Regions from separate parts of the Mus musculus genome. Here regions 1, 3 and 4 are each linked to region 2. The links are chromatin contacts, called in public HiChIP or PLAC-seq maps. All regions are on one chromosome and are shown on one strand. The core of a region is the stretch at or near the end of the contact, and the rest is flanking DNA. Distances in the headings are between cores, read along the strand shown. Region 1 overlaps Me3 (malic enzyme 3, NADP(+)-dependent, mitochondrial). Region 2 has its middle 44 kb from the start of Prss23. Region 3 overlaps Me3 (malic enzyme 3, NADP(+)-dependent, mitochondrial). Region 4 overlaps Me3 (malic enzyme 3, NADP(+)-dependent, mitochondrial).

Region 1 (2,700 bases), core at 13-2,512, 140 kb after region 2:
AGACACAGGCCTTGTCTCTCGATCTCTTTGCTACAGCTGATTTAGAGTTAGGCTCATTGCAAAATTAATATTTGACAAACACCTTCTCTGTTCTTTGGTTCTTTCATTCTATACCATAAACATATTTAAGGAACATACTACTTATGCTTCTACTGGACTCAGTTCTGTGTCAGAATATGTTTATGTCCCCTAAATTACTGCCTACTGCCAAGCAGTTGGGAAATAACCAATAGGCACATGGGGGTTTGCTAGCACAAGAGTTAGGGTGTTACAAAGCCATTTCCACACAAGTGTATGATGTACCTTGAGCATGCCCATCCCCCAGGTATCTAGAAAATGGCTCTAGAGCTCCATTCCCTTTCTGAAGGACAGATAGCAGATGAGATTAATGCTGCAGTGTTATCAAGCAGAATGGAGACTTGGCCTGGAACTGTTCTCAAAATTAGATCAAGGACACATTGAGTTTATTCCAAGATTAACTTTGTCTAATAATAATAATAATCTTTGTTAAAACTCACTGACTACATGGTATAGCCACTGGAACATTGCCCATGTCCATTACATAATCCCACACCCATGCTTCTATAAGCAACCTTAACTAAACTCAGTACGTGGCACAGAAAAGACACAGAAGTTCAGGGGAGCTTGTTGGATATAAGGGTTCAGCAGTGTGAAGATTAGAAGAGATAATGGGGTGTATATTAGCAAAATGTATTATTTACATGCATGAAATCATGAAAGAACAGATTTAAAAAAAAAAAAAAAAACACTGATTTCCGTATCTCTGGACACAGTCTACTGGAAACTGGAAAACTTGATATACATGAGCCTCACAGAAGGGAGTGGAGAGAATGTTCCCCCTCTAACGATCTGCAAATCTCTCTTAAGCACTTCTTTCCTGGTTCATTTTTTTTTTTCTAAAGCTATCGATTTGGCTCTTTGTGGGTACATTTTCCCTCTCTAGAAAAACAAAAGAGCCATGTCTTAATCAGAAGGAAATGATTAATGGAGTGCATGGTGGGGGAGGGAGAGAAGATGAAGTCAGAGAAGGCTGCACAGAGTGTTGAGTGACAAGAAGAGTAAGCTGGGGGGTGGGGCAGCAAAGGTGTGACAACACAGAAGAGCTCGGGTCATTGAAGGCACCCTGTGTGTCCTGGAATGACTTCCCTTGAAGCCATCCAAGTAATGGTAGAAGTAGAGGTTAGGGTGATTTGCAAACTATTTAATGCTGAGTATGGCATGGCTCTGAACCAATTGAAATGGAGGCCAGCCAATTCAGAGCCCTGTGAAATGCTGGGCCACTCTCAGGCCTGCCAGTAAGCCTGTGAAGTAACTTGTGGCCAGATGATCCTAAATGAAAAGAAGTACAATCGCATTTGCAATTGAGATCATCCTTACGGGAGGCTAGATTGCTTAATGTCGTAATGGCTGTGAATGTGTGAAACTGACAGAATTTACTCAGCAAGTCATTTCAAAATGAAATGTTGATTGGAGTCCCACACCCAACTATGGAAAGAAGTCTGCACTGCAGTCCAGAGTGATGGCCGCAGCAGCAGCAGCCATAGTAAAGCCCACAAGGGGCCAAACCAGAACTAAACCTTTGGTCTATGAGAAACCAAACCTTATCTCCTTTTCATGTCATTAGTGCCAGGGTGACTTTTAGGCAAAGCCCAGCTTGGCATTAACTGCTGAGTTTATATACCACAAACAGCAACTCACCTACTTATGTATTCTTGATCAGCAGTAGGGCTGATCAAGGCAGGAAGGTAAACATTCGTTAATTTAAAGCAAGATTTTTCCAGACAACGGGCCTCCAAGTCAAGTGATTACCAAGCAAAGGCACCATGCATGTCACCATCCTGAAATCCCTCTACTCTTTCGGCTGGGAGAGTCATCAGCACTGTGGATTAAGGTCACTTCCCAGTGTGTAATGAAGGGTTTGCCATTAGATCTGAAGGAGAACTGACCCCTGAGCAGCATCTGGGGACCATTAGTCACTGGGTTGTCAGGGATGTTTGTTGTCAGACTCCTGAAACATAATGAGCTTCCCTTATAGAGAGGAAAGTGACAACCCCCTAAGCACCCTGAGACAGCTTCTGGGGACAATTCACTGGCTGTCCTTTAGGATGGCACTTGGCTGTAAGTGGCCAGAGATGCCCTCATTCTTTTGTAGTGAGCTACTGCTGGCAAAGTTGATCCCACTTCATCAAGAGTCTTCTAAACCAGACCTTGAGATATTTCCCTTACTCTAAGGCACACAGCATGTCAAAGGTCTAGGGGGTAAATAGTGTACTTAGAGCCAGGAATGTGACTAGGACCAAGTGACCCCTCAGGCTCCATGCCTGTGAAAGTAATTCTGTTCTAATTTGTGGCTGCTGTCATGGTTGCATAAGGCATTAGGGAGCGACGTAACCAATCATTGCTGTATATGAGCCACATGACAATGGTGTTGTTCTCATTGGTTCAGACAGCACTAGGAGAGTGGAAAGACAGAGTCTTTCCTCTGAAATGTACTCTTAGAAACAACACGGATCTGGGGGTTAGGGGACAGGAGGTAGGATCAGTGGGTAAAATACTTGATGTGCAAGCACGAGGATCAGAGCTAAGATCCCAGAATCCACATAAAAGCTAGGTGGGGTGGGAGGCTGCCTTGCATTGCAAGACTGGATTCTCAAGCTGGCTAGCCAGACTCACCAAAAA
Region 2 (2,700 bases), core at 52-2,551:
CGAGATAGGAATTCACAGAGAACTTGTGGCTACGTGCCCAGGAGAGGAGTATTATGACACATTAATGCAAAGGGTGTCAAACACTGTCTAGATTATTAATAAATAGCATGGTTTCCTACCTACACAAAGAACACTATTTCTCAAACTTATATACCCTTCTCAAATTATTAGAGGGTAGCCACGATCACAGAGTGTTGAGTACTGTATATTGTGAAATTGATAGAATATAAATGCATCTCAAAATTTAATACATTAATAAGTAGTTTTCAGTTCTTTGTATTTTTCAAACTAACTACATAAAATGCATCAATACTCATGTTTTAAAATTAATTGACATAAAATGCATCTTCATATTCATAACATTTGGGAAAATTTAACCTTGCATTTCAGGGAAGGTTGTAAAATAAACTCAGGACCAGGGATTGCTCACTGGCGGAGGAGCCTAGGGACCTGAATTTCAGGCTCGTGCTCCACACTGCGCATCAGACATTGAAATATAGAACAGGAGCACAAAACAGCCCGCATTGCTCGTGGGTGAGGGGACTGAAGCTCAGGGGGCAGACGTGATTGTACAGAGGTCATAAAACGCATTACCAGTAGAACATCAGCTCTCTTCTCTCTCATCTTTTTCACATCCAGAGGGAGTCAAAGCCTGATACTCCTCTTCAGCCAGGCTGTGGCTGAAGAAGAAACCTGATCCTCAGGTTGTCTCTAGCTGGTCACTGCTCTCTTTCCAGTCATCACACAGTGTTTAGTGAATAATACATGTATTCAATGATCAAACAAGACAAGTTGATTCATATGATTTATAAATAATGCCTCACTTATTTTTTTTTTTGTGCAGTCTCTTAGGTATACCATTACTTCTGTTTTTATTTTTGGAAGTAGAGTAAACTGTTGGCTCAAGATCTCATCGAATGGACTCTGTAACAAAGCTGTGTCCTGCCTCTGCTGTATCCTGAGACTGACTCTGGGTTTTGTAAGAGCTGAAGCACAATCAGCTGGTGAATGGGAATAAGCTGGGCCCAGTCCGTAGGGACCATCAGTGGGTATAAGGGAATAATGAATTTGTTGACAGCATTAGAATCTATTGCAGAAAGTTCCAAGATTTCAGATGCATGTCATTATTCTAGGATATGGGATGGGAGTCTTGACAAGTCTTCCCACCCATTTACCATGGAGCCTTCTCTCCTTCAAGGGTGGTTCTCCAAGAGACAGTTTGCATAACTTAGACTTTTAAAAGAGTGTCCCTGGGCCTTTCTTGTCTGACTCATTGTGTGGTCGCAAGCTAGTGAGTCACTGCCATGTGACTCAGTTTTCACATCCCACGCAGGGCTCAGAGCTTGACTGCAGGGATCCTGGGCATGGCTTTATATGGTGGGGACAAACAACCAATGATGTTTTGGAGGGCCAGGGCGAGTTGCACTTTTCTTCTTTGACTTGTAAAAGCACTTGTCTGCTAGTTAGTGGTGTCTGTTTGTGGACCATGGATAAGAAACCATTAGACTCACCAACATCCTCACCATTTCTCATGACCCAGCATGAATCCAGTGTGTGCATAGCCTCTGTGTTAGTGGGATAGCATCGTGCATATAGGGTAAAAATCCTGAATGAAGAAACACGGATCCTCGCTGAGCTTGTCTTTTCTCAGCTATGCTAAGAAAATGAATACAACTTCACATTCCTAGTTTAAGTGTTGAGCACATTACAGTAAATCCTGGGATAAAAATTTCCCTAGGAATGTGAGCACTAAGCTTGGTAGCTTACTTCATAAATACTGTAGACTGAATCTAGAGAATAATTTGGCACTCCCCAATTTCTGCTTGCTTGCAGGACATAGTTCATTTGGCCATCTTCTGGGATACCCGGTTCTTTTTTTTTTTTTTCCGGTTCTTAATCTGAGGTCCTATTTCAATAGTGAATATTAAGATTTTGAAATGGGATTTTTTTTGTCCCTGGTTTATCTCAGACTCCATTATAATAAATATTAAGATTCAAAAATAAATTCAAACAGTTAAGACGCTGGAAAGAGACTTATGCATCTTCAGTCTTGGCCTTCAGCCAGATCAAGAATAGAAAATAAGGATGGAAACTGTTACCACTCTCTCTGTAGAGAGGAGAGGTAAGCTACCAATCTATTTCCTTTAGCTGAGAGCACAGAGAACAGGCGCTTGAAGCATTCCTGTGAAAGTAGACCAGGGTTGGGTTCTAACTCCTGTTCCTAAAGGGACAATGAAAGAGAAAAGAGCCAGAGTAGTGTGCTGGGTGGGTTTGTACTATATATACATCTAGAGGGTTTTCATGTCAAGGATGCAGTAATTTCCCATGCACTAGAAGTAGAGAACACCAGAAAAGAACACTACAGGGTTATCTTTGATCTTGTCTGCAAGTGCCTGCTGAAGGAGTGGGGGGATTCTGAGAGGGAGACTGGAGATGCGCTGCTTCTCAGTGCTACAAGTGGCACCAGAAATAGGAACACATCTGTCAGGGTCAAGGGAACTATGAGACAGAGGTCCTAAAAAGGGACCCCAGGGACGGCCCCAAGAAAAGAGTCCTGTTCTGGGCTGCTCTGGGCCTCTTGGGGATGCTTTCTTTAGCCAAAAGGCTAAAGAAAATGTTAAAGCTGTGAAACCCTCTTACCCCTCTGATCACCCATGGATCTAATCACAATAGATGTGAAGTGGCAGAAAGGGGGGGGGA
Region 3 (2,700 bases), core at 186-2,685, 210 kb after region 2:
GCCAGTGCCTGGCAAATACAGAAGTGGATGCTCACAGTCATCTATAAGATGGAACACAGGGCCCCCAATGGAAAAGCTAGAGAAAGCACCCAAGGAGCTGAAGGGGTCTGCAACCCTATAGGTGGAACAACAATATGAACTAACCAGTACCCCCAGAGCTCTTATCTCTAGCTGCATATGTAGCAGAAGATGGCCTAGTCAGCCATCACAGGGAAGAGAGGCCCCTTGTTATTGCAAACTTTTTATGCCCCAGTACAGGGGAACGCCAGGGCCAAGAAGTGGGAGTGGTTGGGTAGGGGAGCAGGGCAGAGGGAGGGTATAGGGAACTTTTGGGATAGCATTTGAAATGTATATAAAGAAAATATCTAATAAAAAGAAGAAGAAGAAGAAGACGAAGAAGAAGAAGAAGAAGGAGGAGGAGGAGGAGGAGGAGGAGGAGGAGGAGGAGGAGGAGGAAGAAGAAGAAGAAGAAGAAGAAGAAGAAGAAGAAGAAGAAGAAGAAGAAGAAGAAGAAGAAGGAAGAAGAAGAAGGAGGAGGAAGAAAAAGAAGAAGAAGAAGAAGAAGAAGAAGAAGAAGAAGAAGAAGAAGAAGAAGAAGAAGAAGAAGAAGAAGAAGAAGAAGAAAAGAAGAAGCTGTTTTGCTATGGTGCTGTGTTGATGTGCATGGATATCCTTAATCGAACAAGGTGGATTTAATGACTCCAGCTTCATTCTAGAGATGAACAATCCAGGTTGCACTGGATCTGAGGTTAAAATCCAAGTCTGTCTGGCTTCAAATCCAAGTTATTACAATGGTTCCAGGGACCTATGTGAGCCCTGATAGATTGTAGACAGTTAGCCATAGAGTTTTAGTAGTTATGTGATCGATCTACTGCTTTCATTTTGCAGATGGGGAAACAGATTGAGAAAGGTCCAATAATCTCACAAGCCTATGGCTGGTGGGAAATCTCTCCTGCCCTGTCTTCACTGCTCCAGACCCACATTCAAGGAAGGAGAAAAAGAGACTGGCCACCTAACGGAATACTGTGCTTATACAGTTGCATAAGTCCACACCCCTGGGAATCACTGGAAGCGGGCGGCACTATGGCTCTTTTTGTAATGCTGAATCTACTTAAGGAAACCTATTCTATAGCAGCCAGGAGGAGAAACAGGAAAAGAAATGGCCAATTGGCTTTCTGAGTCAACTCCACCTTTTCACGCTGAGATTTAGCTGTTCCAGTATTCTACGCTTATCTTTAACCCTCCAATAATGACTTCATTATTTACTCTATTATGCTATATTTTTTTTCTGATCCTAAATTAGAATGCCCTCTGGACCAGAGACAAATACATTTGTCCTTGCATCCCATGTGCCCAGTATTATGCTTCCCACAAACCATACTACATGAAGCCATGCCAGCTAAAGGTAATGATTAACCTTAAGTGTGCGAGTTCAAGATAATTCCTACCCACTCCAAGGCCCAGTCTCTGGTGTCACTTAGATAAAAATCATTGCCTGTGACTTTAAGCCTCACACCCAAAACAAGTTCACTCACTGTTCACTGTCATCTAAGAAGGTCAGAAGGAAAGGGGCCCTCCATTGGGTGGGGATGGGAACACACCCATCTACTTCCTTTGTAAAGTCCCACCTCAGAGGGAAGTGGACTCCAAACAGGATGGGCAGTCCAGGGTACAGGAAATAAGCTATGGCGCTTCAGGGTGCTTAAATAAACTGTTCCTCAAGAGTGAAAGTACAACCAACAATGGAGTGTGAGTGACCCCCCACTGACACCTGCCCTGTCTGTAGGCACCCTGTCTCCCACTGCAGCCAAGTCGCACACACCATGGGTCTTGTCTTCCCTTCACAATCTGTAGGTATCTGGTCTGCAGAGTCCCCAATGGGTTCAGGGTTTGCAGATCCCGTTCCTACGTGTCTTAGATTGTTTCTCCTGTATGCAGCTGACTTTAACAAAGTGCTAATGGGCTTTAAAAATAGCTTCTTGTGGATTTTTCAGAGGACAGGCTGCCTTCCAGCCAAAAATGTGTGGAATGGTGGTTTTCTGTCAACAATGAGTCTTTGTTATGGAGTTGAAAGTGCAGGTCCCTCCTCCTGAGCCCACTGCAGAGGTTTGCCTGATGCAATTGACCCTGTTTTAATTAAGTCTTCCTTTTGTGTTGGACTCAGTGCCAAGAAGTCTAAATGAATGCTATGGATTTCAATGGGTTTTGTTGTTTGGGGTTGTCATTTATTTCCAAGTCTATTTTAGGACCTGTGTAAGGGTCATTCCCTTGCAAAACCTCAAGATAAGGGTTAAGAGACTTTTTCTCAAAAAAAAAAAATAACATTCTCAAGAGTGAACACTATCTTTGTTTTGCTTTCTCTCCAATGTAATTGAATTCTCAACGTCAAGAAAATTTTCCTGCCTCCTGATGGAAACTGGAGACAAAGATGTAACTCACAGGCCTCCATAGATGGGGGAAACTTCACCTGCATTTACCCTCAGGAAACTCTAACAGATCTAGCTTAGTTGGCAGAGTACTAGCATCTATGAAATCCTGGATTTGTTCCCTAGCATCATAACATCTGTAATCCCAGCACACTGTGGGGAAAGGTAGGAGAATCAGGAATTCTAGGTCATCCTCAACTACATAATAAGTTTATTAGAGGCCAGCCTAGACTGCACAAGCTCACTTTGGCACTACTCATGCCATGCCAGGAAA
Region 4 (2,923 bases), core at 389-2,888, 250 kb after region 2:
ACAGAGGAGGTGACTGCCACTTCACTCTTCCTTTCCAGACTATCTTAAATGCCACCTTCAAGACCAGACAAAAGATGCTAAGGGCCATAAATTATTTAAAGTACCTTTAAAGAACAATAGTCATGACAGTTCAGGGAAAGGAAATGCTTGCTTTGGCTGTGAGCAGGCTCAGAGGCCACTCTCTGTGTATCAAGGAGCAGAACTGCTTCTGGACACCTGAAAACTATTCTTCCAGAAGAGAACTGGATTTACCTCTGTATGACCAAAAAGGACTAATGGGTACAATGCTAACAAAGGCCCTTGTAGGCATAAAGTGAGTGCCACAATACACTGAATTCTGGATATGAGTTCTCTGTCACGGAAGGAACTCTAGGATATGTTGTTTGGTGTTTTGGTAGTGATCCTATGAATGGGCTAAAGCTGCACATGCTCTTGAATGTGTCTCCATACTCCATTACTCTAGTTTGACCTCTTAAGAATACCATGAAGCTGGCTTGAAACTAAAAATGAACCCCCAAACAGAGTTACTAATTTAACAGGCTGGCACAGAGCCTTACCAACCTAAGACAGAATGGCATTGCTTTCGATAATGCTAACTCCACAACAGGTAAGGAAGGCGCAGTCTTATTTATGAAATAAAAAAGGGGGAGATGTGGAGAGCCTTTGGGGACCACTGGGCAGGAATCTGACATTGGTCAAGGACAAGGAAATGGGCTTCAGGCAGGAATCTGACATTAAGGGCATGACAAAGAAGTAAATTCAAGCAGGAATCTTAATCTTAGGGTGGAACAAAAGAAGTAGGCTTCAATCCGGCGCACGCCTTTAATCCCAGCACTCGGGAGGCAGAGGCAAGCGGATTTCTGAATTAGAGGCCAGCCTGGTCTACAAAGTGAGTTCCAGGACAGCCAGGGCTATACAGAAAAACCCTGTCTCGAAAAAAAAAAAAGTAGGCTTCAAGCCTGAATATGACTTTAGGCCGGACAGGGAAGTAGGCTCAGATGTTTTGATCATCCTGATGGGCCTTTGGATACAGTGATCACGGGGAGTGATCATGGTATGTTGTTTATAGCCTGGCTTGTTCCTTGACTATTTGTGTTCATTGTCTTGTTTGTTCCTCATTGCACTGACTGCCCTTAATACTTGCACGTAATTAAAATGGTATAAACTCGGATTGAGAAAAAATTAAATCTGCCTCAGCCTCAGAACTGGCTGGGGTCATGCTAAAAAAGAAAAAAAAGAGAGAGAGTGCCATGCTGGCTGGCAGGTCTCTAGATGACAAGGTCACTGTCTCAGTTCAGAGTACCTTGCAGGACTCTGAGGTGAACCCAGTCCATCCACTCCACATGCAGGATGTTTTCTATAACACTTTGTGACCTGACCAAAGGGAGTGAGATTGCTTTAGAGAGCCTATTTTTTGGCTTCCTGTTTCCAGGGTTCATTGCTAGCTTATGAGTCAGTAGTCGTTCTATGATTTCCTCAAAGAGAAGTCTTGCTATTCATGTGAGAAGGTTAAATAAACTAGGATGTAAGAGGCTCTTCAAATCGTCATCAAAATCAATTCACAGCTCCACAAACACACAGGCAGTCCAGGGTGAACCCTTAGGGAAGGGTGTGCATCAGCCAACAGGAATGTGTCCTTCAGCAGAAGAGATGATGGCTTGACAGGTCATTGTTTTGACTTTCTAGCAAGCTAGAACAGATGTTTCTGTAGATATTGTAGTTGGAAAATGAGCTGGTCTCCCCCAGGTACTCCTGGGAATGTATTAGTCTGGAGACAGATTGCCTGGTCTAAGGGTGAGTCAGGAGTCCTGAAGCCAAACACACTGCATTTTAAGAAAGAACCATGAGAAACTGTGACTCCTGCCTTCAATGTCCACATCCCTGCCCAAACATCCTGACAATAAAGGGCTTCCTCTTTCACCTTTCCCTTACAAACTGACCTGTCTATAGATTCTGAGCGGGAAGTATTGATAAGGCGCAGACCCTATCCTGAAGGTTGGCCACTGAGGAAGACCCACCAAGGCAAAGCAATATCCAGTTAAGTCTGTGAACTACAGTGGCTGGGAAGAAGCTAGGTTAGTAGAGTGATTTGCCTCCATGCTCTGTGGCCCTGGGTTCAATCCCACACAACCGTAATACCAACATTTAAGCAGGATGATCAGAAGGTCAAGGTATATGAGTTCTATATAGTGAGTTCTAGGCCAGCATGGGTTACAAGAAACTCTGTCTCAAAATAAAATAAAATTAAATAAAATAAAATAAAATAAAATAAAATAAAATAAAATAAAATAAAATAAAAATCTGTGAACCACAATAGAAAGCTGAGCACAGTTTCCAAAGTAGAGACAAATTGGCATTCCAAGCACTCGCCATTCTAGCATTCCTTCTCTCGCTCTTATGTGGTAGGACCTGAGGCATCATATCTGAGTACCACATATTGATGTGCCAAGTTCTCCTCAACGGTTTTTGTTTATTTTTCTTATTTCTGTTACTTACAGGGAATTCTCTAGTTTACGAATGCATGTGGAAGCCCAGCTCCATCTGACTTAAACACTGTCTGATGTTACCAGCAGCTTCCACCTCTTGGCAGGCCAGGAAACAAAGTCACCTCTTTTCCTTTTAGTTCCACAAATTCTAAGGCCTTTGGAGGCAGGATGGGGGTGGGGAATTGTAGAGACAGGGTTTCTCTGAGTAGCCCTGGCTGTTTTAGAACTCAGTCTATAGACCAGACTGGCCTTGAGTTCACAGAAATCCACTTGCCTCTGATTCCTGAATAGGCGTGCACCACCATGACCAATCTTAGCTTCACAATTCTAAATCTGTGGATTCTTAAGCTGCGTGGGTTCAAGTAAAAAGGAAAGCATAATTGTATAGACCTTTACAGTACAAAGGAAGCCATCTATGCTCCATGAAAGGCATATCC

What was found. HiChIP or PLAC-seq counts read pairs in DNA pulled down with a chosen protein or histone mark.
Region 1: a contact with region 2 is called in an HNF4G HiChIP or PLAC-seq map of pancreatic cancer cells. The contact joins two enhancer-like sites. A contact is called at or near these places in 1 of 15 datasets of contacts at CTCF or cohesin (the NIH/3T3 cell line), 1 of 484 Hi-C or Micro-C datasets (nephron progenitors) and 1 of 115 datasets of contacts at active chromatin or transcription factors (pancreatic cancer cells).
Region 3: an H3K27ac HiChIP or PLAC-seq map of neural progenitor cells shows a contact between it and region 2, with 6 times the contacts expected there. The contact joins two enhancer-like sites. A contact is called at or near these places in 1 of 15 datasets of contacts at CTCF or cohesin (the NIH/3T3 cell line), 4 of 484 Hi-C or Micro-C datasets (the HL-1 cell line, embryonic fibroblasts, nephron progenitors and 1 more), 7 of 115 datasets of contacts at active chromatin or transcription factors (embryonic fibroblasts, epiblast stem cells, fibro-adipogenic progenitors and 4 more) and 1 of 9 other capture datasets (embryonic stem cells).
Region 4: an HNF4G HiChIP or PLAC-seq map of pancreatic cancer cells shows a contact between it and region 2. The contact joins two enhancer-like sites. A contact is called at or near these places in 2 of 15 datasets of contacts at CTCF or cohesin (both in the NIH/3T3 cell line) and 3 of 115 datasets of contacts at active chromatin or transcription factors (embryonic stem cells, pancreatic cancer cells and trophoblast stem cells).

What each region holds. Positions count from the first base shown.
Region 1 is chr7:89,698,684-89,701,383 of GRCm38.p6, forward strand. All of the region lies in intron 1 of Me3 (malic enzyme 3, NADP(+)-dependent, mitochondrial), which reads left to right. Among named protein-coding and RNA genes, the nearest start is that of Me3, 67 kb to the left of the region's middle. Within about 2 kb of position 1,263, at least 31 of the 459 cell types and tissues checked have an H3K27ac peak or open chromatin away from gene starts, as enhancers often do. A contact at or near this core is called in pancreatic cancer cells, where this site is marked.
Region 2 is chr7:89,559,845-89,562,544 of GRCm38.p6, forward strand. No RefSeq gene overlaps it. Among named protein-coding and RNA genes, the nearest start is that of Prss23, 44 kb to the left of the region's middle. Within about 2 kb of position 1,302, at least 89 of the 459 cell types and tissues checked have an H3K27ac peak or open chromatin away from gene starts, as enhancers often do. A contact at or near this core is called in the NIH/3T3 cell line, neural progenitor cells, pancreatic cancer cells and 1 more, where this site is marked.
Region 3 is chr7:89,772,031-89,774,730 of GRCm38.p6, forward strand. All of the region lies in intron 3 of Me3 (malic enzyme 3, NADP(+)-dependent, mitochondrial), which reads left to right. Among named protein-coding and RNA genes, the nearest start is that of Ccdc81, 130 kb to the right of the region's middle. Within about 2 kb of position 1,436, at least 76 of the 459 cell types and tissues checked have an H3K27ac peak or open chromatin away from gene starts, as enhancers often do. A contact at or near this core is called in neural progenitor cells and pancreatic cancer cells, where this site is marked.
Region 4 is chr7:89,807,968-89,810,890 of GRCm38.p6, forward strand. The region is part of intron 6 of Me3 (malic enzyme 3, NADP(+)-dependent, mitochondrial); the gene reads left to right. Among named protein-coding and RNA genes, the nearest start is that of Ccdc81, 94 kb to the right of the region's middle. Within about 2 kb of position 1,639, at least 33 of the 459 cell types and tissues checked have an H3K27ac peak or open chromatin away from gene starts, as enhancers often do. A contact at or near this core is called in the NIH/3T3 cell line, pancreatic cancer cells and trophoblast stem cells, where this site is marked.